Regions from separate parts of the Sus scrofa genome. Here regions 2, 3 and 4 are each linked to region 1. Evidence: chromatin contacts called from public HiChIP or PLAC-seq data. All regions are on one chromosome and are shown on one strand. The core of a region is the stretch at or near the end of the contact, and the rest is flanking DNA. Distances in the headings are between cores, read along the strand shown. Region 1 has its middle 170 kb from the start of TAB2. Region 2 has its middle 37 kb from the start of TAB2. Region 3 overlaps TAB2 (TGF-beta-activated kinase 1 and MAP3K7-binding protein 2). Region 4 overlaps TAB2 (TGF-beta-activated kinase 1 and MAP3K7-binding protein 2).

Evidence for each region. HiChIP or PLAC-seq counts read pairs in DNA pulled down with a chosen protein or histone mark.
Region 2: an H3K27ac HiChIP or PLAC-seq map of alveolar macrophages shows a contact between it and region 1. The contact joins two enhancer-like sites. A contact is called at or near these places in 1 of 47 Hi-C or Micro-C datasets (embryonic fibroblasts) and 1 of 2 datasets of contacts at active chromatin or transcription factors (alveolar macrophages).
Region 3: a contact with region 1 is called in an H3K27ac HiChIP or PLAC-seq map of alveolar macrophages, with 9 times the contacts expected there. The contact joins two enhancer-like sites. A contact is called at or near these places in 1 of 47 Hi-C or Micro-C datasets (embryonic fibroblasts) and 1 of 2 datasets of contacts at active chromatin or transcription factors (alveolar macrophages).
Region 4: an H3K27ac HiChIP or PLAC-seq map of alveolar macrophages shows a contact between it and region 1. The contact joins two enhancer-like sites. A contact is called at or near these places in 1 of 47 Hi-C or Micro-C datasets (blood) and 2 of 2 datasets of contacts at active chromatin or transcription factors (alveolar macrophages and skeletal muscle).

The regions. Positions count from the first base shown.
Region 1 is chr1:16,782,551-16,789,579 of Sscrofa11.1, forward strand. No RefSeq gene overlaps it. Among named protein-coding and RNA genes, the nearest start is that of TAB2, 170 kb to the left of the region's middle. Within about 2 kb of position 1,636, at least 6 of the 83 cell types and tissues checked have an H3K27ac peak or open chromatin away from gene starts, as enhancers often do. A contact at or near this core is called in alveolar macrophages, where this site is marked.
Region 2 is chr1:16,645,430-16,651,954 of Sscrofa11.1, forward strand. No RefSeq gene overlaps it. Among named protein-coding and RNA genes, the nearest start is that of TAB2, 37 kb to the left of the region's middle. Within about 2 kb of position 4,757, at least 4 of the 83 cell types and tissues checked have an H3K27ac peak or open chromatin away from gene starts, as enhancers often do. A contact at or near this core is called in alveolar macrophages, where this site is marked.
Region 3 is chr1:16,552,148-16,559,350 of Sscrofa11.1, forward strand. It overlaps TAB2 (TGF-beta-activated kinase 1 and MAP3K7-binding protein 2), which reads right to left. Exons shown (of 8, transcript XM_013992499.2): 4 at 6,661-7,203. Among named protein-coding and RNA genes, the nearest start is that of TAB2, 56 kb to the right of the region's middle. Within about 2 kb of position 4,129, at least 2 of the 83 cell types and tissues checked have an H3K27ac peak or open chromatin away from gene starts, as enhancers often do. A contact at or near this core is called in alveolar macrophages, where this site is marked.
Region 4 is chr1:16,535,008-16,541,411 of Sscrofa11.1, forward strand. TAB2 (TGF-beta-activated kinase 1 and MAP3K7-binding protein 2) reads right to left here. Exons shown (of 8, transcript XM_013992499.2): 5 at 5,884-6,044; 6 at 5,579-5,672; 7 at 4,082-4,162; 8 at 1-319. The coding sequence ends at 177. Among named protein-coding and RNA genes, the nearest start is that of TAB2, 74 kb to the right of the region's middle. Within about 2 kb of position 2,759, at least 1 of the 83 cell types and tissues checked has an H3K27ac peak or open chromatin away from gene starts, as enhancers often do. A contact at or near this core is called in alveolar macrophages, where this site is marked.

The sequences.
Region 1 (7,029 bases), core at 386-2,885:
CACGGCAATGCCAGATCCTTAACCAACTGAGTGAGACCAGGGGTCAAGCCTGCATCCTCCTGGGTACTAGTCAGGCTAATTATCAGAATGGGAACTCCCAAGCTATCATTACTTTTCTTGCTTGACTCTTTTCCCTTTCTTTCTGCATTCCCTTACTTCCCTAATTAGTAACTGCTTAAGTCTGTTCTTTGGAACTCAGGGAAGACCTAGGAGACTAAAGCCTTTTTCTACAAACAAGAAACAGGGAACACAGAGATGCTTTTGTACCCAGAAGGGCCCTGCAGCGTTCTGCTCAGTTTCAATCCCCCCTTATCTTTAATACTCCCAATCCTGAGGGAAACAGGGGCAAAACAAGAACAGAAGTACAGTTCTGGATAGAGTAGTTAATCATAAGCTCAGCAGGAGAAATAGATTTCAGGAAGATTGAGTTTCACCATCTGACTTTCAACAGAGTCAGGCAAGAACTAGCCCAGCAGCATCTCCTGTCATTTCTCCAGGAGTCTTTTCTTTTCTCATCTCTCCAAGTTATCACAGCAGAAAGTGTGGGCTGTATGAGCAAGTTGGGGCTTGAAGGCAATGATCATGAGAATACACCAGTTTCTACTCAGTGGTGAAAACATGAAGGTTTGACCATTTTATTCCCTGAATTCTCTTGGATTCAACTTTGCCAAATGGGAGAGATTCAAAAGAAGGAATAAACACATGCTGGGCCTTAATGCTCGGGCATTCTCCATGACCCTGTTCTTTCTTCTTTCACCGTCTTTCTTGGTCTTTTTGTGGGTTCTTGCTCATGTTTCTTTTCCTCATTTTTGGCTTTTGCCAGAGTCATGACCCTGATTCTCTTCCCACATCATCTTCTTTTTTCTGCAGTTTTATTTGAATCATGTCCTAAGGGTGAAAAAAAAAAATTCTTTTCGTGAAAAGCTCTATTGTTACCCCTCTGGACTTCATGTGAAAAGGTGAACTTGGAATTTCATCCCCACATGTAGCAGGGATAGCTAACTAGCCACTTTAAAAGACAGAAAGAAAAACTCCAACCCACCCATAACTGCCTTATTAACCTCTTTCCTTGAGGGGAAATAGCTGAAAGGGAAAGCAATGAGCACAACTGTTCTGCTTTGTCCCCCTAAGAAAAACCATCCACTTCCAAGACACTTTGGTTTCCTTTGCGGGAGCCAGAGAAAGAGATTCCTGCTCCATCTGCTGTGACCAGGGGTAGTGGCCAAGCCCTTTTCCGTCTTCTATATTCTTTTCCTCTGGACTCTCCAGAAACTCTGCAGAAACATTTCCTTTTTAATGTGGAGAGCAACTTCTCAGTCACTGCTGCAAATGTCTTCCACACACCAATTTCAAGTCCTTTTGAGATAAAAACATTACCTGTGGGCAGGCTCTCATTGGTTCTTCAGACTTCTTTTTCTTCCAGGAGCTGGGGAGGTAAGAGGCAGCTGGTGTGTGGGTTTCACGGGGAACAGGGCTGAAGGTCCTTTAATTGAAGAGGTGAACACTGTGCCTGAAAAGCTGGGCGAGTCCCCTGTGGGCCCATCCCAGACATTCTCCCTCTGGCTGGTGTCCGGGCTGGAGCAAGACCTGGAAATCTCTACAGAGGCTCTGCTCCCCCTCCTGGCCTGGGTGGGGAGCAGCACCCAGTACTCCCAGCTTAAGGCCAAGACCCCCCCCCTCCAGCACCCTCTTCTCTTCCCACCTTTACTGCTATCATGAATTGGTCCAGGCAGCAAAGGGGGGGGGGTGCTTAGACAGCGCTTCTGAGTATTATCAGGGGATGTGCCCAGGACCAGGAAGTGGGGGGAGGTTCAGCAGAGCTGTGTGTGACCAGCTGGTGACACCTTTGTTATTGTCAGTGTGATTTACTGATTGGGCTGTTCTGCCAGGATACGTGTTCTGTCTGAGGTGTATGTGGGTTTGAGATGCTTAAAGGAAAACCCGCTCTGCGTTAGGTAGGGAGGGCAAAAGGATTTCATTGTGATTGCCAGTTCGAGTCCAGGCTGTCTGGAGGGCTGTGATGACAATGACTGTGAGGGTTTTTTTTTTTCTGGCTCAGTGAGAGGAGTGTGGGCGAGGGTAGCAGCGAGAGTGGTCTTAGTCCTGCTTCCAGAGAAGGATGTGATGGAAAGGCTGAGGTCACGGCCTTCTCTTTCGATTCCTGGAACAGAACGGGTCTAATCCTCTCCCTCCTTCCTCGCGTCCCTGGGGCTCCGTGGGTGCTTCTCAGTCACGGCTATCCAGCCTCACCCTGCAAGCTCAGAGGAAGAGACGAGTCACCAGAGAACCAAGGGAGGGGTGACTCAAGGAAGAGAAAAGAGGAGTTCCTCTTGGGGCTCAGTGGTAATGAACCCAACTAGGATCCCTGAGGCTGCAAGTTCAATCCCTGGCCTTGCTCAGTGGGTTAAGGATCAGGTGTTGTGGCATAGGCTGGCAGCCCGTAGCTCCAATTCGATCCCTAACCTGGAAACTTCCATATGCCGCAGGTGTGGCCCAAAGAAAGAAAGAAAGAAAGAAAAAGAGACTTGCCCAGCTGCTCCCTGACCCAATGGGAGACTAAGGATCCCTAACCCCTTGAGTGAACAGTTCCCCCCAGGGTGTCCACGAAAGGGAATAACAAAGCGCTTTGTGAGGACCACATGAGATAACACGTGAAAAGAGCTTAGAATACTTTCCCTGGCATGTATGAAGTTCTCCATAAGTTTTAGCTGTTGTTATGAAATTATAGATGCTCTCTTTATGTTCCTAGTAGATGTTCTACCCCTGTCCTTAATGATCCTCCTTTGAGCTGATGCATGTCATGCGCCTCCTACTGGGGACACTCTGAGCTTCCCTTGAAGGCAGGGTGTGTGGCTCTGGGGAAAATCGAGGCATCTCAGGATCAGAGGATGACAGGTGTAGAGGGAGTCTCCCTCATCTTCTCATCCTCACACAAGGAGTTCACAGCCTTGGGGCGGATACGGGCAGGAGAGGACACTACTGCTCAGCGGTTGTGTAGGTTGATAGAAGCTTCGATAAAACTGTGAAGAAGAGGATGAGTGATCCCGGGGCCATCCTGCCTCCCTTTCATCCTCTCTAACATTCGCAGCTCCCCCTCGGCCTGTCACCCAGGGGCCCACCTCAGCTTGTAGCCCAGGGTGAACCTAGTTCATTAGACTTGCATTCCCTGGGAGAAGCAACACGGTTGGCCTTTAGGAAATTAGCTGCACGGGGTGAGGATCTGGCCTTGTCTTTGCAGGGCTCAGGTCACTGCTGAGGCGTGGGTTTGACCCTTGACTCTGCACAGTGGGTTAAGGATCTGGCATTGCTGCAGCCATGGCATAGGTCGCAGCGGTGTCTTGGCTTCGATCCCTGGCCTGGGAACTTCCATATGCTGTGCATGCAGCCAAAAAAAGAAGTTATCTGAGTCCCATGGTTCACACTGGCATTATTTCTCCTTTAAAAGAGAAGGCCATTGGCCACAATTATGGGAAGGTTTGGTACACGAGGCAGTCTAAAGGGCCTTGTGTTCTCCATCAGTATTTCAGAAAGTGAGCTGGTAAACAGGTACCCCCTTTAGGGATGTTGGTTGCTGGTCCCTGATTCAGAGAGCCTTCTCCCCTCAGTCCAAGCTGAGGTGCTTTTAAAAAAATACATTCATAGGGCAGAAATTGACCGAACATTGTAAATCAACTGTACTTTAATTAAAATTCTTTAAAAACAATAAAAAAATATTCAGAGAAGAGGGCTGTATGCTTGCCCCCAGAGTTCTCCCTGACTGTTCAATAATTCTCACCGGCAGGATGTTTTCTCTTGTGTCAAACTAAATCCTGTCTGTGCTGTTTGATCCATTTTATTTCCTCCTGTCCTGGCCTCGGTGGAAACAGAAAAGAGCCAGTGACTGTTCCTTGCCCCACACAAAGGATTCTGGCTTCTAAGGCTATTTGATGAAAACGTAACTCACTAGAGCAGCTGCCTCCCGTCCAGAGGTTGGACCAGAGTCTCGCATTTCAGAAAAACCAGGGGCACCATCACACACCAGTTTTATGTCATTGCCATGCGTGTGACAAATCCCGTGTTTAGCTTGGGCCCGCTTCAGAAGCTTCTCGCTGCACCACCTTCTAAGAGCCTGCCACGAAAGGCCGCGTTTGAGGCCTGTTAACATTCTCCGCAGCCTTTCAGGCTTCCTGAGCGCGGCCAACAAAGTAGCCGCCACGGAGGACATGGAGAGTGTCACCGTTGTCGAAATGTAGAATTTATCCATTTATTAAGAAGGGGAGTATGCAGAGTGTTGACACGCAGAACTGCAGGGCTCAGACCCTGAGTGGTCTCATTTATACTATTCAGCGTTTCACAGAGCACAGATCCTTCGGCAGCTTGGTGAAAAAAGCGAGGCAGATTTCGTTCCTGAACCGATTCAGAACTCTGTCTTTGAAGTGGCCATAATACATCTCTGCCCAAACGTTCTTGCCAACACAACAAAAACACACTGCTTTATGTCTACATTCCCTCTCCTGCAGTAGGAAGCATTTTTCAGGTTATTTTTTTCACCCCGCAGATTGATCTCTGCTGTGCTTTTCTAGTGGGATCGAGCATTTGTGCCAAGTATTGGATGCATAGTAACTCTAAATCTTCCCAGCAGGAGTTCCCATCGTGGCTCAGTGGTTAACGAATCCAACTAGGAACTATGAGGTTGTGGGTTCGATTCCTGGCCCCACTCAGTGGGTTAAGGATCCGGCGTTGCCATGAGCTGTGGTGTAGGTTGCAGATGTGGCTCGGATCCCACGTTGCTGTGGATCTGGCGTAAGCCAGTGGCTACAGCTCCGATTAGACCCCTGTCCCGGGAACTTCCATATGCTGTGGGTGCAGCCCTAGAAAAGACAAAAAGACAAAAAAAAAAAAAAAAAAAAAAAAAAAATTCCCAGCAAGCTATGAAGCAGGCATTGCCATAATCCTTCTAATATAAATAAGGAAACTGAGGCACAGAAAGATTAGGAACTTGCCCACGTTCATCCAGTTTGCAAGAGGCAGAGGCTAGACTCGCATCCAGGCAGTTTGGTTCCCAAATGCAGACGCTCAGCTAGAGCATGACACGACCTCTATGTCCAAAGGTGTGAGTTGAGCGTGGTCATCTCTCTTAAAAGGTCAGGTTGCTGGATGGTGAGTAATTCAACACATCATTTTTTTCTTTACAACGACTAAACATATATGGTATGGAATTTTATGCAAACATGCAACCTCAAAGAAATTTTTAGTGTGTAGTTGCCTCAGGCTGCACCCTGGGATCCCCTGGGGTCCCATACTTCCTCTCCTGTGCATTTGGGGCATGCACGTTGGTGAAAATTTAAGAGGTACTGTGGTGTACCTTAGCTATTCCTGGTTTCGGGTGTCCTGCTCTCATCAGGGGTCAGATATTAGGTGCTGATAATAGAATCTCTCCCGTTTCCCCTAAACCTCTGTTCTACCTCCTTCCTTCTTGGCAATGTCAAGGGTAGGGAGGGGGAAGAAGAAGGTCAACCAGCAGCCTTGCAGAGTGAGGAAGGAGGATCTCTGCAGACACTGGGACCAGCATCACAGAAGTAGCGGCTGTGTACTGTCACTAGCCAGTCACTCCTTGTGCCTTCCCCAGGGTTATGTCCCCCTGAGGCCCCATCCCTGGGAGGGGGGGCTGCACTTACACCCCCAAACTCTGGGCAGGAAGAAGGAGCGAGTCTGCATGAGCACTCCTCTCAACCCCATCTGTCTGCTGATGACACCATGAAACTAGACGGCAGTCAAAAGATGAGCTCTTTCCATCATTTAAAGAAGCAAAGATGGATCTGATGTTTGACCGAAGGACAGTCTTTTCAAATCTTGAAATGTGCTTGTGTGACACTCACCTTCTTTCTGGGCATGGGGCTCACATAAACAGGACCCTTATCAGCTTCTCCTTAATTGCATGTTTCCAAAGAGAAGCCAATACACGGCTGGGAGGACCTCTTCTGGATAGACTTTGAACACCAGCGAGAGCTCCACTCCATTTCTCAGTGAAGGGTCAGCTGCTGGGGAGCAAAACAAATTCACTCTGCGGCTGTCCTCACTTTATTCCTTTCCTTTCCATCTTGAATCATTACAGACTACATGCTAAGAAAGGCTGTGGTCATAAAATGCACCAGGATCATAAATGCTATGCTGAGCCAGAGTCTATACTGAGAATTTTTTGGTTGTGCTGACTTTTCCTCTCATGCATTGTTTTCTTTGATTAAACTTTTTATTTTGAAATAACTACAGGATCACATGAGAAGCAATACAGAGAGATGCCGTGTACCCTTTACCCAATTTCCCCCAAGGTAACATTTCCCCCAAGGTAACTGTGCAACAGTATCACAACCAAGACATTGATAATGACAGAGTCAAAGTATAGATCAGTTCCGTCATCATAAGAATCACTCCTGTTGACGTTTCATTGCCAGATTAATTTCCCTCCTTCTTGACCCACTGTAAACCATGACTCTGTTCTCCATTGTTGAATTTTGTCATTTCAATAATGTCACATATATGCATGGAATCAAACATAGGATCGGCTTTTTTTCACTCAGCATGTCCCTTGAGGTTCATCTAGGCTGCTGTGTGCATCAGGTCACATGCGTTTTTGTCACTAGGAAAGACCTGGTAGTAAAAATGTACCACAGTTTGTTCAACAATTCACTCACTGAAGGACATCTAGGTTGTTTCCAGTTTGGGGCTATTATGAATAAAGCTGCTATAAAGGTCTGTGGCCAAGTTTTTGTGTGAACATAAGTTTCATTTCTCTGGGATAAACGCCCAAGAGTGCAATCACTGAGTCAATAGAGTAGCTGCAGGTTTGGTTTTTTTTTTTTTAGAAACTGCCAAAATGTTTTCAAAATGGCTGTACCATTTTACATTCCTACGAATATTCTCATCCATGTATGAGTGGTACAGTTTCTCTGTATCCTTGCTACCCAATTTTAATTACTTATTATGTAGCATTTCTTATTACATGATGTGTTGAAAGTATAGAGACACTTTCTTTATCCCACTTTCTTCTTA
Region 2 (6,525 bases), core at 3,507-6,006, 130 kb before region 1:
TTTTTCCTTTATCTCCAATCCTCCACCCCCGCCCCCACAGCCCGGATGGATCCCCTAATCTCCCCTAGTCAGTTGAAATTTATTATGAACCAGCAGTCTGGAATGCTTTTCTGTGATGTGTTATGGCCTGAGGTGGGTGGGAAGAGATCTTTTTTTTCAAGGCAGGCAATATTTTCTTTAGCCTGTATAACAAGAGCTGCTCCCCCTTAGCGTGGTGGCAAGCAGAGCTCTCTCGGGGTGTGACTAATTCACGTGACTCAGTCACAGTCTCGGACTTTGTTGTGGAAAGAGAGTCAACTCCTGTTGAATTCAGATTTGTCCTGATTTTTTGCCCTAAAATAGGATCTGAAGGGGCAGTGAGTAACTTTTTAATTTGCTTTTAATTTTTAAAAATGTTTTTATTTCTTTTTCTTTTTAGGGCTGCACCCATGGCATATGGAGGTTCCCAGGCTAGGGGTTGAATCAGAGCTACAGCTGCCGGCCTACACCACAGCCACAGCAATGCCAGATCCTTAACCCACTGAGCGAGGCCAGGGATTGAACCCAAAACCTTGAGATTCTTAGTTGGTTCATTTCTGCTGCGCCACGAGGGGAACTCCAGTGAGTAACTTTTTAAAGTCACACATTTAATAATCTCAAAGATTTCTCATTCCATCCTTTTAATTTCAAATTTAATTCATGGTAGTCAGAGAATATACTTTGTATGGCTTGAACCTTGAACATTTTTTGAATTTGTTTATGAGTCAGGTTATAATCTAATTTGCTAAACATTCCTCAGGCCCTTCAAAAGAATGTCTGCGTTGTTTTTGTGGGGGAGGAATGTTCTATAAATGTCGATTGGGTCAAATTGATGAATGATTCTGGTTGAATCTTCTATATTCTCCCTGATTTTCTATTTGTTCTATAAGCGATTGACAGAAGTTATTGAACTCTTTCACTGTAATTATGGACTTGTCTGTTTTTCCTTGCACTTCGATCACTTTGGCTTCATGTATTTTGACACTTTGCTGTAAGAGGCATAAAAATGTAGGATTATTATGTTTTCCTGCTGAATTGACACCTTTATCATTAAGAAATGACTTTAAAAAAAAATCTCTGGTAAAAATTTTGTCTTGCGTTGCTGTGGCTGTGGTGTAGGCCGGTGGCTATAGCTCTGATTCGACCCCTAGCCTGGGAATCTCCATATGCTGCAGGTGCAGCCCTAGCAAAAGACAAAAAAAAAAAAAAAAAAAAAATTTGTGCTGCCATTGATTTTGCCAGATATTATTATAGCCACTCTGTTTTTCTTTTGATTAGCTTTGGCACGATGTATTTTTCTAGCATTTACTTTTAATCTTTTTTTTGTCTTTATGCATAAAGTATGTTTCTTATGGGACATATATACTTGTCTCACTTTTTTAATCCATTCTGAACGATGTTTGCCTTTTAATTTGGATGTTTAGATCCCACTTGCGTTAATATGACTAGTGATAAGGTTAGGTTTAAATTGGTCATCTTGCTATTTGTTTTCCTTTTGTCTCATCTGTTATTTAGTCCTTCCTTTTTTTTTTTTCTTTTTTCTTTTTCTGGCTTCTTTAAATTAATTACATGTTTTTATGATTCCATTCCATCTTCTTTGTTGGCTTGCTAGTTATAATGCTTTGCTTTGCTATTTTGGTTCCTTTCAGGTTTTTGGTATATACCCTTTCGATCTATCACAGTCTACCTTTAGGTGACATTTTACCACTTCAAATATAGTATAAGCACCTTACAAGTGTGTATTTTCACTTCTATTCCTCCCTCTTTTTGTGCTATTATGCTTATATATCTATATACAAGTTTTCATGTATCTTTAAGCTACATTGTTATTTTTATTTAAACAGTACATTAATTTTCTTTTAAATAATAATAGCAAAAAATCTTACCCAAGCAGTTATCATTTCTAATGCTCTTCATTCCTCTCTGTAGGTCTCTATTTCCATTTGGTAGCATTTAATTTTATACTATTAAGATGTTTTCAAAGAGTGTTGTAATTAGGACTAACTGTATCATAAACCGTGTCTCTAAAACTCCCTTTAGGCTGTTTTCAAGTGAAAAATATAGCAAATACCAAAATCATGAATATCATGCCTTTAATTCTGTGGTATGAGTCATTTAAAGGGAATAGATCAGAATGGAAGATAATATAAGAAAAGGAATGTTTATGTATGTGTGACTGGGTCACTTTGCTGAACAGCAGAAATTGGCACAATATTGTAAATCAACTATACTTCAATAAAAAATTTAAAAAATAAAAATAAAAATAAAAGGAATATAAAATATAATAACTAACTTATTCTGTACGGTGAGTGCATTTAGATTCTGTTATTTGAATAAGAGTTCTGTATGCTAATGAAGCAGGCTTCTATTTTTGACAAGGTAGAGTTTTTTTGTTGTTTTTTGTCTTTTTACCTTTTCCGAGGGCTGCTCCTGCGGCATACGGAGTTAGGCTAGGGGTCTAATCAGAGCTGTAGCCACCGGCCTACGCCAGAGCCACAGCAACACGGGATCCGAGCCGCTCCGAGCCGCGTCTGCAACCTACACCACAGCTCAAGGCAACGCTGGATCCTTAACCCACTGAGCGAGGCCAGGGATTGAACCCATACGTCATGATTCCTAGTTGGATTCTTTAACCACTGCGCCACAACGGGAACAAGTTAAATCTTTCATAATCTAGTTTTATGTCTTAAAAGTATAATATTTCCATTGACCAAAAGCATTGTTGGAGACATGAGAGGACCTCAGTCCAAAACTCAAAAGTGTGGTGGAATCTTGCACCAGAGCCCAGAACCAACAGTTTTCTGGGTGACATGAATAAAGAGCAGTGCGTTTGAATTGCTGAGGCTGGGTGATCCTGCCTTCGGTCATCCAGAAGTCTCACAGGACAAGCGACATCAGTCCAGCTTAAATTCTAATCACGTATCTCATTCAAAACTTTCCCACACCCCCACTGCAGGTCAGACTTTTGGCTAAAAGAGCTGTGAGCAAGGAAGGAAACTGTGTGTGGGCTTGGTCTGTCTGTTCCCTTTTTCCCATTTCATTTCCAGGGACAACGGGAGGGAGGGATACAAAGACCATCTGCTCGTTTTCTTTTCTGCTGTTGGTTCCTTTGCTAACATGATGCCGTCTTTGTGCCAGGCATCCCAAGGCTGATTCTCTCATGGGATACATAAGTCAGCACGGGAAGCTTCCTCCCTGCACAATTCCCTCTTAGGAAGGTCTGGCCCTGGCCCAACCTCAACCAGCCTCCTCTAGCCCTGCCCTGGCAGTCTGCCCTTGCTGGTAGACCTCACTTGGTAGCCCTATCTTCAGAGTACGGCACTAACAGGGCAGATACCTCTTGGCACCCGTCCACAAGAGCCACTCAAGTGTCTCTTCCCCAGGATGTAAGCCACGGGGAACTCAGGTATCGATTCCATGCCAGTGCTGCTCACTGCTCCTTCTTCTCTAAGACCTCTATCCACTAGATGACAGTTGCGACCGTCACAAGTGTCTGCAGAAATTGCTGAATGTCTCCTGGTGCTAGGGTGACTGACTTCCCTGGCGTTATGCCTAAAAGCCCCATGTCTTGGTGTGGTGCACCTGCTGTGGTGCCCCCAAAGCTGTCCATGTGAAAATCCTCCACACCTGCGAATACATGACCTTCCATGGCCAAAGGGACTTGGCAGATGTGATTAGTTGGGTGTCTTGAGTTGGGGTGATTATCCTGGATGATGTAGCCTGTTGTAATCACAAGGGTCCTTAGAAGAGGGAGACAGCCATGCTAGAGTCAGAGAAGGAGATGTGACGCCAAGAGCAGAGATCAGAGGGACGCACTCGCTGACGTTGAAGATGGGAGGGGGCCACGAGCCGAGGACTGCAGTCAGCCTCGAGAAGTGGAAAAAGGCAAGAGATGGATTCGCCCCAAGAACCTCCGGAAGGAACCCAATCCTGTCGCAACACCTTGATTTCAGTCTAGGGAGACTCCTGACTTCCAGAACTGTAAGATAATAAGTACGCATCATTGAATCCACTAAAATTTATGCTTATTGGTTATAGCAGCCATAGGAAACTAAAACATGCAGAAAGTCCTCAGTCCCAACCCAAACCAGGATTGTGGGCCACCCTACCCGGGGTGCAAAATTGCCCTGGAATGAGAAACACTGCTCTGGTTTTAGGAGTATTTTTTTTTTTTTTTTTTTTGAGCTTTACTCCTTTACCTTTGAGAAGGGACACAGCCTTCTCCCTTCTCCCAGGATGAGGAAGGAATTACCCCTTACCACAGAAAATTGCATTCCCCACAAGGCAATTACTCAACAACTTCCTCTTACCTCTCTGTCAACTCAGTCTTTGGAAGGTTGAGGGTGGGGCTGGAGGTGTGTAGTACTGGCTTGGTGGGGGCGTCTGACACAATTGATGCTTGGCTCCCTCTTTTATGCCGTTTTTTCCCAACTCTTTTTGCTCATTTGAAAGCAAGAGAAAAATCATCCATTCAACTTTCTATTAACCTCAGAAGTGACTTCAAGCAAAGGCTTGCGTAACTTCTGCTTTCTGGTTGTCCTGAGTAAGAAGATCTGATTTTAACTATGACAGCTCCATGTTCTATCTCTGGTGGATGGCTACTGTCCCCTAATATATCCTCTTCCATAGTAATAGAGTTTTAATGACACCACTTGGCTGCCCAGCTAATGAATATACTTTCAAGCCTTCCTAGCAGCCAGCTGTAGAGAAGTGACTAAGATGTGGCCAAGAGGATGTTAGTTAGTTCTGGGTCATTTCCTAAAAAGGAAGTGGCTTGCCCTCTACTTCCTCTTTTCCTTAGAGTAGGAATGCAGATAAAATCATGGTGAATGAGCTTCAACCAAGCAGAGGAAGACAATCTGCCAGAGATGATGGAGCCACAAGATTGAAAGAACCTGGGCTCTTGAATAACCCCATGCAGTAGAGCTGCCTACCCATTCTTAAGTAAGCTTAAGCTGTGTACAGTATGAACTAGCTCACTAGAGAAATGATTCACATCCCTGCCCATACTCTGTGTTCCACATAGCAGGGATTCCCAAACACTGTCACGCCAATGACATTCTTGACAATATTTTCAACTGTCCAAGTTGAAATGAAAAAATAAGAATAATGCATTAGCTAAGAGACTGAAGAGAAAAGCCCCAGATGGGGAGCTGATATTTGCAAAGCATATATCTGATAAAGGAATTGTTTCCAGAATATGTAAAGAACCCTTAAAAATCAATAACAAGAAAACCAAACAAGCCAGTTAAAAATGGGCCAAAGAGGAGTTCCTGCTGTGGCTCAGCAGAAGCAAACCCAGCTAGCATCCATGAGGATGCAGGTTCTATCCCTGGCCTCGCTCAGTGGGGTAAGGATCCAGTGTTGCCATGAGCTGTGGTGTAGGTTGTAGATGTGGCTCAGATTCCACGTTGCTGTGGCTGTGGTATAGGCTGGCAGCTGCAGCTCCAGTTCGACTCCTAGCCTGGGAATTTCTGTATGCACCAGGTGAGGCCCTAAAAAGCAAAACAAAGAAACAAAAAAACAAACAGAAAAACGGGCTAAAGAATTAAACTGACTTTTTTTAAAGAAGATATATAGATGGCAAATAAGCACATAAAAATATGTGTAACATTGCTAATCATCAGGGAAATGCAAATCAAACCGCAAATACCATCAAAGACCTATTAGGATAGTTAAACAAATGTATTGTTATCAATCTCTGCCTAGGATAGGAGCCATTGGCGTTCCCATCTATTGCTGGTGTGACCACAAAATGGCACAGCCACATTGGAAAACAATTGGCCAGTTTCTTGTAAAGTTAAATATACCCTTATCATATGACCCAGCAATTCCTCTCCTAGGTATTTACCCAAGTGAAATAAATACCTATGTTCACACAAAAACCTGTGTGTGAGTGTTTGTAGTGGCTTTATTCAAACACTGGAAACAAACCAAGTGTCTCTCAGTGGGGTAACAGATAAACATAATGTGATACATTCACGGAATGAGATACCACTTAGTGATAAAAGGAATGAGTTACTGATGCCTGAAACAACATGGCTAAATCGCAAATACATTACACTACGTGAAAGAAGTCAGACTCAAAAGTTGATGTCTTGTAGGATTTTCTTGTATGATAATCTTGCAAAGACAAAACTACATATCAGATGACAGAAAACAGACCTATGGTTGCCAGAGGCTAGAGAAGGTGTTAGGGGTTGATTGCAGAGGAATTTTTTAGGGTCAAGGAACTAGTCTATTAACCATTCTGCTGTGGCGGGGTCATACGACTCTATGCATTTGTCAAAACTTGAAGAAATACACACTAAAAGAGGGTGAACTTTACAATATGTAAATTATAATTTAAAAATGGAAAAAAAGGATCATTTGTAGTAAGTTTTATTTTTTTTATTTTTTTGTCTTTTGTCTCTCTTTTTTGTTGTTGTTGCTGCTATTTCTTGGGCCGCTCCCGCGGCATATGGAGGTTCCCAGGCTAGGGGCTGAATCGGAGCTGTAGCCACCGGA
Region 3 (7,203 bases), core at 2,879-5,378, 230 kb before region 1:
GGATCTGGCAATTGATATATATGACACCAAAAATATGAACTGTGAAAGGAAAAACAGACAAATTGGACTTGAGCAAAATTTAAAACCTGTGCTTCAAATGACACTGTCAAGAAAGTGAAAGGATAACTCACAGTGCTGGAGAATATAATTGCAAATCATAAAAGGAACTTACATCTAGAATATACAAAGAACTCATACAAGTCAGTAACAAAAACAACCCAATTTTTAAAAAGGCAAAAGATATGAATATGCATTTCTGTGAAGAAAATATACAAGTGGTCTGTAAGTACATGAAATGATCCTTGACATCATTAGCCAACAGAGAAAGATAAGTCAAAACCACAGTGAGATACCACTTTATAGCCACTAGGATGGCAAGAATCAAAGAAAATAGTGACTGTGGTGGAGGACATGGAGAAATCAAAACCCTCACACACTGCTGGTAGGAATGCAAAACAGTACAACCAACTTTGGAAAACAGTCTGGCAGTTCCTCAAATGGTTAAACATAAAATTACCTACCACAGGACGCAGCAATTCTACCCAAGAGAAATGAAAACATACATTCACACAAAAACTTGTGCACAGGTGTTCACAGCGACATCATAATATCCAAAAGTTGCAAGCAACCTAAATGTCCATTAACTGCTGAATGAATAAACAAAATCTCTATCTATACAATGCAAAATGGGCCATAAAAAGGAATGAAGTTACATGGATTAGGTTTTAAAACATTATGCTAAGTGAAAAAAGTTAGTGACAAAAGACAACTTATTATGTAATTCCATTTATATGAAGTGTCCAGAATATGCAAATCTGCAGAGACAGAAAGTAGATTAGTGCCTACTTAGGCTGAGGGTGGGGGTGACGGGACAGGGAGGTGATGAAAATGTACTAATATTAGTTGTGATGGTTGCACACATGTTGACTATACTGTGAATCACTGACTTGTACACTGGAAATGAGTTAATTGCATGTGATAAACATTACCTCAATAAATGTTAAAATAATGACTAAAAAGGTTTAAAAAGTAAACTAAAAGGATGAAATATTTGTACATGCTGAAGTAAAATGATCTTAAGCTATATTAAGCAAAAAGTGTATATATGTTCCCATAGGGTATGTTTCTGTTACAAACTGCGGAGAATATATATATTATATAATCCCACTTACATGTACTCATGTATACCCATATATGCATACTGCGTTCCCATTAAAAAAAGTGGGAATGTGAGAGAGAGAAAGTGTGCACGTGTGTGTAATTATCAAGAGAAGGAGGATAAAGAACTGCTAATGGAGACTACCTCTGATGATTAAATGCTGAGATGGTTGTGGGAAGGGACAAGTCAGGGATCAAAGAGAGACCCGTTTTTATTGTATCTTCATTTTGGGGGGTTAAATTTCTCTTACCATATGGATGTTATTTTTAAAATACTTGTACAAAAAGATTGACAAAGGAAATAACCTGAATGTGCTACCTTAGAAGGCAGTTTGTTTCTCACAGGTATTCAAGTGTATAAACCCATTCTAACTGAAAGGAATCCTGCAGGACCAACTGTCAGATGGGTAAGTGGACTAGATAACTTCTGTTGGCAGAGTTCTAGGTGAACTTTCAAGTCTCTAGACTCTTCCAACCCTGAGATTTATTCCAAATTGAAAAGGTCTTAAGACTGGGAAAAACTTATGAGAAATACGGCAGATGTGAAAAAAAAAAATTCTTTAAGTGGCTTGATGTCAGTTAAGCTTAATCATTGAGTTAATTTAATGTAATCTCAATGTCAACACTGTGAGTCAACATCCGAAAAATGGCATTTCCAATCAGCAGATGAACAGAAGTCAAATTGTAAATTAAAATTAAAAAATATAAATTGATATCTACTTTTTAAAAGAATATGTAGTCCCCTCAATTTTTGCCATGACTAGCATTTTTATTAAATCTTGTTAAACAGAAAGGTATTGTGATTTAGAGGGAAGTACTGATAAAAAAAAAAAGGGCAAGGAATGAGAGATACAAAGTCCAAGAAGCTAATTTTCACTTCATTTGTATTTCTATTTCTATTTTAGGTTCAAGGTCAAAGCTACAGCTTTGATAGGACCACAAATATACCTGGGAAAAAGAGGTATTAAAGTATCATTAAAAACGCTTATGACTGGAGTTCCCATCATGGCGCAGTGGTTAACGAATCCGACTAGGAACCATGAGGTTGAGGGTTCAATCCCTGGTCTTGCTCAGTGGGTTAAGGATCCGGCGTTGCCGTGAGCTGTGGTGTAGGTTGCAGACGCTCAGATCCCACGTTGCTGTGGCTCTGGTGTAGGTTGGTGGCTACAGCTCCGATTGGACCCCTAGCCTGGGAACCTCCATATGCCATGGGAGCGGCCCAAGAAATGGCAAAAAGACAAAAAAAAAAGAAAAAGCTTATGACTTTAGCTACATCAATACCATAGATGCCCTCTGTAGACAGAGAAGGAGAAATCATTTTTGCCAGTGATATGAATTATTAAGAGGCTCAGGTAATTATACCAAATACAGACCATGGGTCATCCCCGCCTCCCACCTCCCTGGGATGAAAACTGATTTGAATGAGTCAAGTTTGTTCTACCTACCTACAGAAGTTGTCAGTATTACAAAAAGTACACTTTTACAAGTGGGAGAGGACACTAGAAAATCTCAGAATACAGTGAACGATGAAAATATTTATTAATACTGTTCAGAAGTTATATAGAGTCAGGTGGCCTGGCTCAAGGGAGGAAATGTTATCTGGCCAGTAACCTTACTATTGGTAAATAATCTTCACTTCAATATTTGTTCTCTTTAGCAGGTAAAACAAGAATCTCCTTCATACTGATAGACTTTAAATCTCTCTATAAAATGAATTTGTTTATTTGGGACTCATTTTTGTCTCTGAGTCTTATAACGCTTTAAGGACTTGAGTATAATTTATTGCCTTTATGGAGGAGGTGGTGGTGATAGAACTGGCATCACTGAGATGAACAGGGTCCCAGCAGAATTTGCATTAATTTTCCTCTTTTTCTCATTCTGCACCAGAGGGCATATCAAACAATATATCTTTTACAAACAAATGCTCATTTTCGAAGTTTTTACTGTAATATACTTAGATTTTAAATACTATATGAAAAATAATGCATTTTGGTTACCAAATTAATTATGTGTGTTCTCTCCTCAACATGGGATAAATATTTTCCTATGATTCAGGCACCTGGCTCAACTTACTTTTCTACTCTGAAATGTGAAAGAAAGAAGAAGTCAACGGTGTTTCTGAGGATTCTGGCCTGATTAAGCTGCCATTAACTGAGATGGGAAGAGTAAAGTTGGGGACAATGTCAGAAGTTGTTTCAGACACAATAAACTTGAGATGCCTGGTAAACATTCAAATGGAGCTGTTACGTAGGTAGTTAAATGAACTGCTTGAAATTCAGGGAATCTCAGGTTAAAGCTACAAATCTGGAACCATCAGCATAGAATATTTAAAGTTATGAGGCTGGGATCATCTAGGGGATGGTCAAGACATGAGAGAGAGGAAGCCCAACGGATGGCATTCTGCTTTCAGCTCTTAGAAGAGTGGAAGAACCAGGAGGCGAAAGGTCAGAGAATGAGGGAGAGCCACCAGAGAATGAAAGGAGAGGTGGAATCCTGGTCTAGTATCCTACTTTGTAAGTCAAATGAGCACAACGTTTCCTAGGGAAGAGGGTGCCTGACCGAGGCCAACACTGCTCCAGATCAAGGAAGCCAAGGGCTGAAAGACCCCTGGGTTTAGCAACAATGCTGTCATGGCCCTGACAGAAGGAGCTGCGGTGGACTGCAGTGGGAAAAGTCCTGACCAGTATAGATGCAAGACAGAATGGGGAAATAGCAATTTTTACGCAACTCCATATTTTCGCACTCTAGTTAAATATGAATATCTTATGTCTACTTCAATGGAAACTTCCTATCAAACTATTTTCATAGAAAAATTTACTCTCTGGGGTGGGAGATGGGAGGAGGAGAGAAATAGGTGAGGGAGATTAAGAGGCACAGACTTTTGGAGTTTCTGCTGGTGGCATCTTGGGAATCCTGGGTCGGAGGTTAGATCCCTGGCACAGTGGGTTAAGGATCCAGCATTGCCGAAGCTGCGGCTTAAGCTGTGACTGTGGCTTGGATCTGATCCCTGGCCAGGGAACTCCATGTGCGGTGGGGTGGCCAAAAATGAGAAAAAAAGAGGTACAGACTTCAGTTACAAAATTTTGAGTCGTAAGTATGAAATGTATAGTCTGGGGAATACAGTCAATAATTACGTAATATTTGAAAGGTACAGAAATATAGAATCATCACGATGTGCACTAGGAAATAACAGTGTTGTAGGTCAATTATACTTCAAAGACAAACTCAGAAAAAGAGATCAGATTTGTGGCTATCAGAAGCAGGGGTGGAGGGGGGTTAGACAAAGGCAGTCAAAAGGTACCAACTTCCAGTTAGAAGATAAATACTAGGGAGTTCCCGTCGTGGCGCAGTGGTTAACGAATCCGACTAGGAACCATGAGGTTGCGGGTCTGATCCCTGCCCTTGCTCAGTGGGTTAACGATCCGGCGTTGCCGTGAGCTGTGGTGTAGGTCGCAGACACGTCTCGGATCCCGCGTTGCTGTGGCTCTGATGTAGGCTGGCAGCTACAACTCCGATTAGACCCCTAGTCTGGGAACCTCCATATGCCGCGGGAGCGGCCCAAGAAATGGCAAAAAGACCAAAAAAAAAAAAAAAAAGATAAATACTAGGGATGTAAAATGTACAGCATGGTAAAGATAATTAACACTGCTGTATGTTGTAAACAAAGGCTGTTAAGAGTAAATCCTAAGAGTTCTCATCAGAAGGAAAATACATTTTTAAAATCTATTAATAATAGAGTGTTGTATCTATGAGATGATGGTTGTTCACTAAATCTATTGCGGTAATCATTTCATGATGTATGTAAGCCAAACCATTATGCTGTACACCTTAAAAAGGGCTGTGTGTTAATTATATTTCAGTAAAACTGGAAGAAAAAAAATTATTCTCCATTTAAGAATCAGCAATTATCCAAACATAGGAAATCTCTGATGGAAGGAGAGTGGAAGAAAGGATTTTGGGGGAAAAACAGGAGAATTACCTATCGGTGGAAAAAAAATCAGAGTATTATTAAAAACCATTTACTGCTGAAATTAAACAAAAATGGTTCTAGTTTAGTCACAGATATATGGAAAAATCAGAAAAGTTTCAGCAGAATTTCTAAAACACACATGTGTACACCTGCACATGTGCACCTAGATTTTACCATTCAGGAAATCTAATTGAGTAAGTCTGGGCTGGTATTAGACATTTTGGTTTTTTGAAAGCTTCATAGGTGATTATAGACTTTGAAATCGCCACAGTCCACCTTAGGTTGAGAATCACTAGAACTGTTTAAAACATAAAATAAACCAAAACAATCAGGCTCTGTTAAGATACTCAGCAGTAAAATTACTACTCTTAAATAAAGGATAAGTGGTACTAGTGGTAGCAGGAGGCCACATGCTACAACGGGGGGGTGATGACGGAGTATTTTCCAACCTATAACACCTGGCACAATTCACTGAGGATACAAAGATGATTAAGATACATTCTAACTCTAAAGGACTCCAGCTAATTTATGTTAACCTACATCAATATTCAAGAAAACAAACACTTCACTTTTTTTTAATCTGAATGAGTTTAACAGTTTCCTACTGAAGATTAAATAATTTAAGGGGTCAGATAAAATATATGATAGAAATCCTCATTGAATATAGATATAATTTAATATTATGCCAATGTTAGCTAGTTTATTTCAGAAAAGGATAACCAAGTGAGACAGATTTAAAACTATTTATTCACGATTCCAAATAAAAAGAAAGGTTGCATTAACTGATTTTTTTTTTTTTTTCTTTTTTGGGCCACAGGTGTGGCATACAGAAGTTCCCAAGCTAGGGGTCAAATTGGAGCTACAGCTGCTGGCCTACACCACAGCCACAGCCACGCCAGATCCTTAACCCAGTGAGTGAGGCCAGGGATCAAACCTGTATCCTCACAGATACTAGTCAGGTTTGTTCCCACTGAGCCACAATGGGAACTCCAACATTAACTGATTTTTAAGGGAGGCAGAAAGAAACAACTATCAGGAAAAGGATTCAGATATCTCCTTCAGAGTTATTCAAGAAATCACAGCGTTTTAAACTTTGATATAAAATAAGACAGAAAACATTGTATTAAAAAATGAAGACCAGAGGATTCTTCTGGTCAAAGAAGAATTACTATATTAGTCCACTAATTTCTTATTAAAATCTGTGTTTTTATGAATTTTTATTTGCAGAAAATTTAAAGGGAAAGTTAACATCACCATGGATGAGCTACTGCAAAGAGAGTTTTATAAACATTAACAAATAACAGTTGATTACTCTGAAAATCTGATAACACTATCATTCAAGCTTCAAGTAATAATAAAATTGCTATTTAAAATGTATATGATGAATACTCTCCAAGGTTAAGACAGTATTTTTGGGAGGTAACATTTAAAAGATAAAATAATAAAACTGATACTCATTTCTTCAGTGAAATCAAATGCACACCAATTAAGCCCAGAATGGAAAATGATCCCACCTCCAATATTATTATTACCTTGTGTGTAGGCAGCATCATCAGATCCCATACTCAACTTCCGTGCTTCACTTATTCTATCCACATGTGCTAAAGTAGGGTCCGTGAGGTGCTGAATATTTTCTGTTTCTACATAATGATCAGGATGGTTTAGAAGATTTGTAAGTTCAAAGGTAGGGGACACTACCCCTGGTGAAACTGCAGGGGGTTTATTGGGAGAAACTGTAATTTTGAAAGTATATTTTGTATTGGGTTGAGTGACCACCACTCGAGGAGAAGTTGCAGAGTTACTGCCTATTGCTCGACTTTTGGGAGGGTGGTGATGAATAAAGGCAGGACCCATGCTCACTTGCCCAGACATATTCCTGGCAGCAGCAGATGCTCCAGAGTTTGTGGATATGAAGAGAGTGGGCTGATTCCGTATGACCTGCTCATCTCCTGTGGTGGCATTAGCAGAAATATAGACCTTAGGTTGACTACGGGACATCACCTCATCAGTATTTGGGGGACTGGCAGCTATGTAAACAGTGGGCTGATTTCTATTTAAGGTCTGGCTGTTGACCG
Region 4 (6,404 bases), core at 1,509-4,008, 250 kb before region 1:
GTGACATTAGACTGAGGTATTATTAGCTCTGTGGGCTGACGTTTGACACTAGCACGACACCATCTTGCTGCACCTTCAATTTGACAAAATCCTAAGCAGTGAAACTCTCCCCCTGATGACAGACTGGTTTCTTGAACTTCAGATGTGGTTTTAGAGAAGACACAGGGCCTCTTGGCTCAGAAATGCCTTGGCATCTCACACTGTTCACAACGGATTAAGGCTGGATGGTTCAAAAAAGTACAGGCAGTACAATTCCACTGAGCCCCCTCGTCATCTTCTGTGTCTTGAGACTTTGGGGTTTTGATGGAGGACCTTTGATCTGTAAGGAAGCAAAAGAATTATTTTAGAAGCAAAAATCACAAAGCCATAAATTACTGACAACTTGAAACAATCTTTGTACTGCCCAGCATGAAGGAGCTTGTTAACCAAATGAAGCTTCTAGCTGAAACGGATACACATGCTTGATCCTCAGCAGCCTCTATCAGGCTGGCACTTCTTAGCTGGGAAATCGCAACACAGACATGACATAATCAGCTCAGAATCACCTCAAAGGGGAAAAGAGCATCATCTCTCCCAACTTGCAGCAGGAGAAAAGGGAAATCAATTAGCAAATGGCTAAGATTCCCACAAAATCACCCAAGACCTCAAAAAGGTGTCCAACTACAATGCAATACTCGTAAGTGCATTTATTGTGTCTCATGTTCCACCGAAGTAGTATTTGTAGTTCTGTTTTCTACCAGGAATGGAAGTTTTTTTTTTTTTTTGTCTTTTTTGTTGTTGTTGTTGCTATTTCTTGGGCCGCTCCCACGGCATATGGAGGTTCCCAGGCTAGGGGTTGAATCGGAGCTGTAGCCACCGGCCTACGCCAGAGCCACAGCAACGCGGGATCCGAGCCTCACCTCGTCTGCAACCTACACCACAGCTCACGGCAACACCGGATCCTTAACCCACTGAGCAAGGGCAGGGATCGAACCCGCAACCTCATGGTTCCTAGTCGGATTCGTTAACCACTGCGCCACGACGGGAACTCCAGGAATGGAAGTTTTTATTAAATGTTCTCTATCTGCTAAAAATCTAAGCTTGAACACCAGTAAGATATAAAGATGAACTAATTTCTAAAATCTTTTTACTATTTAACTAAATATCAGCGATAAACACTGGAGAAGTTAATCAGTGTAAAATTTTACCATACTCTATTTCTCATTTTATTTTAAAATTGTATTTATTATGGAACGGTAGAAAGAATACGAGGTTGAGAATTGTGAGAACTGCGCCTTTGCTACTAACTCTCTCCCTTTTTTTTGGTCTTTTTAGGGCCGCGTGGCATATGGAGGTCCCCTCAAAGTGGAGCTCTAGCCACTGGCCTATACCACAGCCACAGAATGTGGGATCCGAGCTGCTTCTCTGACCTATACCACAGCTCACGGCAACGCTGGATCCTTAATCCATTGAGTGAGGGCAGGGATTGAACCTGTGTCATCATGGATACTAGTCAGATTCATTTCCACTGAGCCAGGATGGGAACTCCCTACTAACTCTTGATTTCTTTGCTCTGTGATCTTAGATAAATCATGAATCCTCTAGGTATAATCTTTCTTACTTATAAAGTCACTGCAGCTTTAAATCAACTATAAGGAAAAAAATTTTTAAAAAAATGAAATAAATTAGGAAAAATAAAGCCACTGCAGCTTTAAGAGGCCAATGTTCTAGAATGTTTGAATGGTCAGAAGTATCTTAAATCTAAGAATAATTACATTCCTCAATGACTGTGTCTAAGACGAAGTTAAATTTACAAAACAACTTTTTTTGGGGGGAGGGAGGTCTCATTATAATTTATAATAGTATTCCTACAAATTATTTTGGGGAGATTTAAAGTAAATGGAGCACGCATTGTTGGACTTCTCCTGTCAAGGTATATCGTTTGTAGTTCTAAACTATGTTAAAATAATGGATATTAATTTGCAAATTCCACCTATTCCCCTGAACTAGTAACTACAAGATGCCTTTTCTGCTATTTCAACAAACTATTATATACAATACACGAAAACATAAAAATTTAAAATGATTAAGTGATGTCTGGCACTTTGCACCCCTTTAGCAGCACTTTATTTACTGATCAGTCTTAAATATTTTATTGCAAAATTCCCACTTCAGGCATTGTCAGAATTTTTAGGCATCATCACAATTTTTGGCATATGCATGAGCAACTTGAGAGTGCTGCTTATATAGTAATTTTATTTAAACTGAATAATTTAAAACAAATACCTAAGGTTTAAGAAAAAATATTTGAAAAATAAGGATCTGACAGCACAAGTTGGTACTAGTATCAGCTACACCACATTAAAATAAATGCAGTTTTAAAAGTTTGACTTATACCATCTAAAATTGTTTCACACCCCATACTTGGGAAACATTTTACAGAATAATTGTTTTAATCTGGGGATAATTCATTCTACTTACTAGAATTTTGACCTCACTCACGATAGAAAACTTTCCTATCTGGCACATTTTTAGTAAAATTTTGTCCACCCTTTTTGTTTAACTACAAAACAAAGATTTTTAGGGAGGCCATTCAAATTCAATCTATATTAACACTTCAATCTATTGAGGCGGGAACTCCAGGACCTAAACTTTTTTTAACGTGAAAATCTCCAATGGTTTTCTTACCTCTGGACAATCTCCTATAGTACTTAGAATTATGACTCTCTTTATTAGAGGTATTTGGAAACTAAGTAACCACCGGAATTAAAAAAAAGAGGAAGTCAGATTGCAAAGGAGGACTTGTGATTTCCACACCTCATTTTAGCAGTTAAAAACCCTGCACTGTAAAGCAGAACTGATTTTAAGAACTAAGGAAAATTCTTAAGTGAAACTAGTAACTCCCTTTTTTTAGCTTTAAGGCAAACATGACTGATTCTTTAATTTCTCCAAAAATTGCCAGCACACAAGCTTCTATCTTTTGTGAAAAGTTTTTAAAGTAATGGACCTTTTCTTTCTTTCTATCATGGAAAATTTCAAACACATATGGACGTAGGGAGAATAGTAAAATAAACCCTCACTCAACAACTGTTGAGACCAAAATCTTCTATATTCCACCTCCCTCCTTCTCTCAACAGGTAAGTACTCCATGGTGAAACAAAACAGGGCCTTTTTATATGAAAAATTTTAGTTTTTGAAAGAGTAAAAAGATTACATGAAGGCAACTCATTCAGAGTTTAAAAACTCACTTTGCTTACTTTAAGAAGCTAGGCTACTACTCATTTCTTTATTCCTTTGTTCGATTAACACCTACATAGCATCCAATGTCTGAACATTTTCTCACTCACATACTGTGCCAAATACCCTAATCTCACTTTTGTTCCTCTGTAATAACAGTTCAGCTATGTTTAAAACATTTAAATAAAAACATGAAAATACAGTGATGCTTAATTAAATTACACTTGAACAAAAACAAGGGAGTGGGGAGAACAGGATACTGAATGAGAATGTGAAAAATTCTTGTAAAAAACCAAAGAACTAGTAACATACTTGTTATTTCTTGTTTCCTTTTCTCTGTATTTTTTAATGCCTGGAAGAAAAACCTACACAAATGTTTTGACATTTCTCAGTTTGGTGTATGTAGTCTGCAAATATCGATGATATAAAAATGACAGTAGGTAATTTTCAAAAACCATCCGGTTGGAATTCAGAATATTTGATTATACAGAATTATGTATAAACTAAATAAAACAGGATACTCATGAAAAATAAACTTCCCTAAGACATCTTCCTTCCCATTTGTCTAAAATTTCAAACAATGTGTTTTTGTACCTGGTGATTTTTTTCCCCAAGACCTGAATTTTGGGAGTATATAATGAATCCTAAGGACACATGTATTACTTTTAAAGAGCTAAGTACATGACATTTTTGCACCCTCCCCAATTTCCAGCATGTAAGTGAAAATAAATATCTTCCTAATGAATCTACCCAAGGAAGCTAACATTTGAACCCTTCTAGAGTGAAAGGTTGCTCTAAAAATAAAATTTTCTAAAATCTTGCTTTTGAAAATGCAACAGTTTTCACACTTACTGGATACACTAACCTTTGGGTTTTGGTGGCACAGGACCTACAAATCCAATATTGTCATAAAAGTTATGAATAGCGCTGGGATTAAAATGTGGTCCTGAAATATATAAAAAGTAAGTATATTAATGTTTATAGCTCAAAAATATTTAATTAAAAAAAAACCAAATATTTTAACATCAGGGTATAAGTAGAAGAAATGCTTTTCATTTATTTTGCACCTCTAATCTCAAATTACATGTAAGAATTTCACAACAGCTGAGGTACTCTGTCACAGTACCCGTGACAGAGGTCAACTGGGGAGGTCAAATTAATGCTGTAAGACGGTAGCAGAATTAGACTAGACCCTTGTTCCCGATGACAAGTTCACATAAAACTTAACAATTTCTTTTTTTTTTTTGGTTCTGCCTGTGGCATACAGAGGTTCCTAGGCCCAGGATTGGTACCACAACAGTGACCCAAGCCACAGCAGCGGCAATGCCAGATCCTTAACCCAACCCACTAGGCCACCAGGGAACTGCCAAAATTTAACAATTTAAAATATAATTTTAAGTGGTGAAACATGGTCTTAAGCAACTAAATACCTTGGCCTCAAGTAAGTATAAAAACCTTGCACTAATGTAATATAACGTTTCAGATTTTAAACAAAAGGAACAAGTTCAAGAGCTAGAAGTTTGTAGACCAGCACTTTCTTTTTCTCTCCAAATGTAAATTATGGCATTTTCTATGAATGTTTCAATATAAACAGCTTACTTACGAAAAGAAAATAAAACAAATCATCTTTCAGTTTAATGGATTTGGGCACATACTCAAAAATGTGATTAAGGACTTCTTATTTTTTGGCTTCCTTCCGTTTCCTGTTTTTTTCCATTTTATATGTTTCTATTATTTCTCAAACTTAAGAATCAGGTTTCAGTTATAAAATTTCCTTTTAGTTGTTTATGAAACTGAATTGTAAATATACTTTACTCTATAATAAGCAGTTACTGCTTGTCAATAATGGCTCAAGCATAATACACTATCACTGTCCCAAAATACATATAAGCCATATTTTAATTTTTTTCTCTAATGAATTAAGATAGTGCCATTAGGGTGGGGGTGCCTTTTTAATTATGTTCTTAGAAGGGTAATTCTTGAAAGGTAAAAGGAAAAAGGTATATGAATACATACATTTTAACCTTGATAAATAATGTAACGGATTATATTAACACATACATAACAGCAATACTGTATTTTGGCAATACAGCCAGACATATACTAATTGTTGTCTTTCCATAACATAAGACCAAAGGGTAACTATAGGATATAAAATTTATCAGCTTAATCCTCAGCCAAATATGTAACTTTTGGGGGGAGGGTAAAAGAAAATAAAAATCCAAGAGTTATTTAACACTATCTGGCTCCAAAGTCAAATCTGAAACAGTAAGATTACAATTGTTAAGTCTGTTTTCAGCTACAGGAAATGAGATGGTAAATTAATACAATGAATTTCAGTTAAGAATGCACTGAACTTTACCTCGGGCTTGAAAAAGATCAATTTCTTTGGTTAAGCAGTCAATGTCAATCTGGAGTTGTCTATTACAACTTCTCAACTGCTGCATTTCTTCGAGCTGAAAAATAATTCCATGTGAGAAGGATTTACATTGAATTCTTGTGTTATTAGTTAGAAAGAGTGGAGTTTTGCAGGGAGGAGATAAGGACATAAAACCAAGTATGAATTAAGAGCATTTCTAAAAAACTAGATCAAGATTTTACACTTATGACAGATTGCCTATTCTCATGTTCAAGCATAGCAGTCACAACAGTTATAGAAAGACTTACTGAAGGTATTTGGGATATGGAATTTGATCTTTTCAGACGCCTTCGAGTTAAATTATTTTCCATTTCATTGACCTCAGATTTTAGTTTATCCAGCTTTTTCTTTTGAATCTCAAGTTCTCTTTGAAGTCGTTCCATTCTGGCCTTCTGATGTACCAAAAGAGCTGCAATATATATTAGTAAACATCAAGACCCGCCCAGTTTGTAGTCAATTAACCTTAAAACAGCCTTGGGAAAACAAAACAAATGACTATTGCTGTGACAAACAACAGGCTGCCAAGAATCCCAAATATAACAGTAAAACAAAATATTTTGAGTTTAAACATTTAAAATTTGAAAAATTTTAACTTAAAGGCAGCTTGTGGCAATACCAGATCCTTAACCCACTGAGTGAGGCCAGGGATCGAATCTGTATCCTCAAGGATACTAGTTGGGTTCTTAAGCCGCTGAGTCACAATGGGAACTCCCTACTTTCCTAAGATTTTCAAAGAAAGAAAATAAGCAATCAATATTGTCATATGAAT